2 separate regions of the Sus scrofa genome follow, and region 2 is linked to region 1. Evidence: chromatin contacts called from public Hi-C data. All regions are on one chromosome and are shown on one strand. The core of a region is the stretch at or near the end of the contact, and the rest is flanking DNA. Distances in the headings are between cores, read along the strand shown. Region 1 holds the start of LOC110256655. Region 2 overlaps RNF217 (probable E3 ubiquitin-protein ligase RNF217).

Region 1 (2,592 bases), core at 60-2,559:
CACCTTTCTATCATTTGTATCCGAACAATATTTTAGAACAACCAATAACAACTTCAAGAGGACAATTTTGACACACTTCACAGCTCCTTCCTATTACATTAATGCGTAAATTGAATTCCCTCTCAAGATGGGGGAAAAAGTAAAAGGTTGGCTTCCCAAAAATGTTTTCATTGGCTTTAGGGAACTAAAATGCACCAGTCTGGGTGACTAATACTTCCTGGAAAATAAAGATAGATCAACACATAATTAAGTTCTGGCTCAAATATAATTGTTGTCTTGGAAACAGTTTTGGGGTAAATATGGTTATGCTAATGAAACTTTTCATGATTTCCACCAATGATCCAGTTTATTAACTAGGCCAGACCATCTTACTACCTTATGCTACAAATTTTGGAATATTCAAGGGGTTAAAAAAGTTCCTAAGAGAACTGTGACAAGGAGGGAAAGGGATACATCTTAAATTCGTTATTTATCAGCTTTCATAAGGCTTCCAGTTGGAGGAGTAGGTTAAGAGTGCTTTTTGGCGTATTTGTGGCTTTCAAACATCCTTCCTACTTCATTAAACAGAAAACTATATATACCGCGTTTTGAATTAATAATTCCTAGCGTTATTTCTCTGAACTCCCTCTTCGGAGGATTTAAAATGAGACGAACTCAAGAGGAACACGCGACACCAAAGCCCTCAAGTAGCCAGTGTTTTCTAGTTCCAGCTTTCAGTAAAGAGTTTTGTAGGAAGTTTCTACTCACAGCGTAGCCCAAAGGGCAGCTTGCCTGCTCTGGAGGTTTTGGTCGAGGCCCAGTGTGAACTCCGGGCGCGAGAGCGCATCCCGGCTCTGAGATCACACCCACTCGGGGTGTGCGTGAGTGAGTGCGCGGTGCCCGCGCGCGTGTGTACGTGTGGGGAGGTGTGCGCCAAAGGGGTGGGGTGAGGGGCGGCGAAGAGTGCTCTAGGTGAAGCACGAGGAGCGGGAGAAGGAGGTCGCGCGCTCCGGCCTCTCCCCCAGGGGCCGCGGCGGCTGGCTCGCGCTCCGGCTGCCCCTCCGGGTGCGCGCCGCGGCGGCGCCACAGGCCCCTGGACCCTTGGACCACCGCCCTCCGGCCGCCCGGTTTGCAGCGGGGTCCGGCGATGGCGCGGGACTGACGGCCGCCTCCCCTCAGACCCTTCTGTCCCGCCCGGGGCTCCCGGGGGCCGCGGCACCGCCCCGACCTGCATGTGGGGAGGGCGCGCCGGTTGCCGGAGCGAGCGGCCCTCGGCGCCCCCGAGGCGGTGCCCCGCCGCGCGGGAGGACGAGGAGGAGGAGCCGCGGGCCGGGCCGGGCTCCCTGCGCGCCGCTGCCCGGGAGCACGGGCTCCCCGGAGGGAGCTCGGGGCGTCCCAGCCCCGGAGGAGGGACCCGGAAGCAGAAGCGGAGCCGCGAGTCGAGCCGAGCCTCTGCCCCCGCTGCCCGCCGGCGCCGGGTAGGGGTCCCGGCGGCTGGATGGGCAGCGGCGGCTCGGGCCGCGGGCGGCGATGGGCGAGGAGCAGAGCACGGTGAGCGGCGGCGGCGGGCCCCGGGAGGCGCGGACTCCCGCTAGTGGCGCCGCGGGCCATCCCGAGCCCCCGAGGCCGCCGGGGGACAGCGCCGGGGCGCCCGGGCCGCGCACCGCCTCCGCGGAGCTGAGCGGCCGCAGCTGCGGAAGCAACTCGGGCTGCGCGGATACGAGCGCCCCGGAGCCAGAGAGGAGCCGGGGAACTCCGAGCTGGAGGAAAAGCCACGCGCCGGGTCAACCCTCGGGACTGGCCCTCACCGGGCCCCTCAACCCCCAGGCTTTGCAACAGCAGCTGGCCAAGGAGGAGGAGGAAGCGAGGAGCCGAAACGAGGGAGGGGATGAACAGCAGGAGGCGCCCCCGGGCGAGGAGTCCGAGCCCCGGACCCGCGTCGGGGTCCCGGACGGACTGGTCCTGGACGTGCTAGGGCAGCGGCGCCCGCCTCCCGCCAAGAGACAAGTCTTCTGCTCTGTTTTCTGCGTGGAGAACGACCTGCCCGAGGTCCCCTCGGCGGAGCGGCTTTCGCTGACCGCGTCGTCGCCACCTCGGGCTCCTCCAGTGATCAACCCTCCCAGCACCCCCTCCTCCTTCCCTAGCCCCCCGCTGTCTCTCCCAACGGACCCCCTGTCTCCCGACGGCGGCAGCATCGAGCTGGAGTTCTACCTGGCGCCCGAGCCATTCTCCGTGCCCAGCTTGCTGGGAGCTCCACCCTACTCTGGCCTGGGTGGGGTCGGGGATCCCTATGCGCCCCTTATGGTGCTGATGTGCCGGGTGTGCCTGGAAGACAAGCCCATCAAGCCCTTGCCCTGCTGCAAGAAGGCCGTGTGCGAGGAGTGCCTCAAAGTCTACCTGAGTTCCCAGGTAAGCTCAGCACCTCTATCCTTCCTCTGTTCCCCATTCAGCATTCCAGAGCACTGGCCAGGATGGCCAGCTCGCCAGCTCCCTGCTCTGCTCGCGGGAGGAGGTGATGAATGCCCTTACAGAGGACCTCTGTCAGTTTCTCACTTCTCTGTTGTTGTCCTTAGAATATTTAAGTGTGTTTGTCTTCACTGGTTAAGGTGACCG
Region 2 (2,592 bases), core at 44-2,543, 46 kb after region 1:
GCATATGAGGTTCCCAAGCTAGGGGTCAAATCAGAGCTGTAGCCACTAGCCTACGCCAACAGACACAGCAATGCAGGATCTGAGCCGCGTCTGCAACCTACACCACAGCTCACAGCAACGCGGGATCCTTAGCCCACCAAGCGAGGCCAGGGATGGAACCTGCGTCCTCATGGATACTAGTCGGGTTTGTTAACCACTGAGCCATGATGGAAACTCCACCATTTATTATATTTTGATGATTATAGTCCATATCTATTTAAAATGCCTATTTTATAATTCCTTAAGTTGAAAGTATCCTTTCAGAGCTTCCAGTAAAATATCTTTGAACAACATATTCATTTGTCATGGTGGTTTTTCAGATATAAAATATTAACTGTTTGCTTCCTGAAAGTTAGCATTTCTAAAAGATTATCTTTAAAGGCCCAAAGGGAAAAATATAGAAAAATATTTGAACTGACTGATATTTAATGTTGATGTTTTCATTGATTCAGCATTATTATATTATTGAGCATTTACTACATATAATATAAACTGGTCATGGTTCTAGGGATACAGCAGTTAACCAAAAGGAGGCCCTGCCCAATTTTTGGATCTTAATTCTAGTGGGGGGGGGGAAGCAGATAATAAATAAATATACATAGTAAGACGGTGACAGTGGTTATTGCCGGAAGAATAAGAGGAAATGTAGAGGTAGGTAAGGGAAGTGTATGTATATTTATTATATATATATTTATACACGCTCTCTTTTTTTTTTTCTTCGTCTTTTTGCCTTTTCTAGGGCCGCTCCCACAGCATATGGAGGTTCCCAGGCTAGGGGTCGAATCAGAGCTGTAGCTGCCGGCCTACACCACAGCCACAGCAACGCGGGATCTAAGCCGTGTCTGCAACCTATACCACAGCTCACGGCAACGCTGGATCTCCACCCCACTGAGCAAGGCTGGGGATCGAACCCACAACCTCATGGTTCCTAGTTGGATCCGTCAACCACTGAGCCGCAGTGGGAACTCCTACACTCTCTTTTTGAGAATGTGGTCATGGAAGGCTGCACGGGTAATGATTTGGTTCAGAAAAGCCCTGAGTGAAGCAAGGGAATGACAAGGCATGTAAACCCCAGAGGAGGAGCCTTCCAGGGGGCAGGCACAGTTCCTATTCATCTACCATATCTAATTCATATTAAATAGTATAATAAAAGGGAAATGTGAGGCTTCTGAAAGAAAGGACACAACAGGAATACTCCATGAACGCTCATTGTATTTCAGTCATTCATTGTGTCATCTCACTGAGTGCCAGCTGGAAAGAGCACAGTATTTTTCATCTAGCAGATCAAGGTCCAGATCACTAGTTGGCCATTATTTACCTACTGGATAATGTTTATAAGGTAAATAATATATAACAGCACCAAAAAGTAAATGCAGTTATTATTTGTTGCTGTTAAGCTAGCAAATTAATTTGTGAAATGTTAGGATAAATCCTAGAGATATAATGCCCTCCAAGATACATGTGCAAGTTATACAAGGTCAGCCACCTCCAGCTGGTTACTCCTCAGCCTGTTACTCATTACTGTTAAATAGGAACTGTCTCTATACCAAATTCAGGGCTTATATGTTACACAGCTCCAGAGGGTACTGTTAAGGTAGACAGCCCCAGGTAGCACCATTCATGTTGGATTCCCTGGCTTTAGGTAGAATGGATGGCCCTGACTATACTAGGTGATCCCAGAATAGACTAGAAGCTCTTCTATACTTTTATCAAAATACCAGTGTGTAGTATATAGGAAAAGATTTTGTTTGTTTGTTTGTTTTTTGTTTGTTTTTGTTCATTTGTTTGTTTTGGTTTTTTTTTTTGCCATTTCTTGGGCAGCTTCCGCAGCATATGGAGGTTCCCAGGCTAGGGGTCGAATCGGAGCTGTAGCCACTGGCCTACACCAGAGCCATAGCAACGTGGGATCTGAGCCGCGTCTTCAATCTACACCACAGCTCACGGCAACGCCGGATCCTTGACGCACTGAGCAAGGCCAGGGATCGAACCCGAAACCTCATGGTTCTTAGTTGGATTCGTTAACCACTGAGCCATGATGGGAACTCCCAGGAAAAGATTTTGAATAATGATGGTAATAACTAACACTTACTGAGTTTGTACTGCATTCCAGGCTCTACCATAAATGCCTTGCATGGATTAGCTCACTAATCCTTGGAAAAACTGTATGAGGTATGTATAGATGATGCTAAAGTATAGATAGAAAAATAAAATTACAATTACTATGAAGCTCTGCTTTTCCCTGATTAATATTATGATTAAATTACTTGGTACAGCTATTAATTGAACAGTGTCCTTCCTGATGATGGAAATAGGATATGACTCTATACAGATTCCACCATCCCACTCTAGATAGAATAATTAGCCTCGAAAGATAATTAGCCTCGAAAGATAACAGAAGCTTTCAGCCAGTTTTTGTCAGAAACAGTTCAAAAATCAAATACACCAAAACCAAGCTTTTCATATTGGTTAGATGCTTGGCATTCTGATGGACAGTAATAAAGATGATCCAGTGACTGATCCATTTACCTGGGATGCAGTTTTCTGAAGAGTCTA

What was found. A called contact is a pair of places that touch in the nucleus more often than the background predicts.
Region 2: a Hi-C map of liver shows a contact between it and region 1, with 4 times the contacts expected there. The contact joins the enhancer-like site here to the promoter of LOC110256655 in region 1. A contact is called at or near these places in 1 of 5 promoter capture datasets (liver), 5 of 47 Hi-C or Micro-C datasets (alveolar macrophages, blood, liver and 1 more) and 2 of 2 datasets of contacts at active chromatin or transcription factors (alveolar macrophages and skeletal muscle).

The regions. Positions count from the first base shown.
Region 1 is chr1:37,910,936-37,913,527 of Sscrofa11.1, reverse strand. It overlaps LOC110256655, which reads right to left and starts at 1,309. Exons shown (of 3, transcript XM_021072815.1): 1 at 748-1,309. The coding sequence starts at 1,213. RNF217 (probable E3 ubiquitin-protein ligase RNF217) reads left to right here and starts at 1,406. Exons shown (of 6, transcript XM_021072754.1): 1 at 1,406-2,388. The coding sequence starts at 1,510.
Region 2 is chr1:37,864,997-37,867,588 of Sscrofa11.1, reverse strand. The region is part of intron 1 of RNF217 (probable E3 ubiquitin-protein ligase RNF217); the gene reads left to right. Among named protein-coding and RNA genes, the nearest start is that of RNF217, 46 kb to the left of the region's middle. Within about 2 kb of position 1,293, at least 1 of the 83 cell types and tissues checked has an H3K27ac peak or open chromatin away from gene starts, as enhancers often do. A contact at or near this core is called in liver, where this site is marked.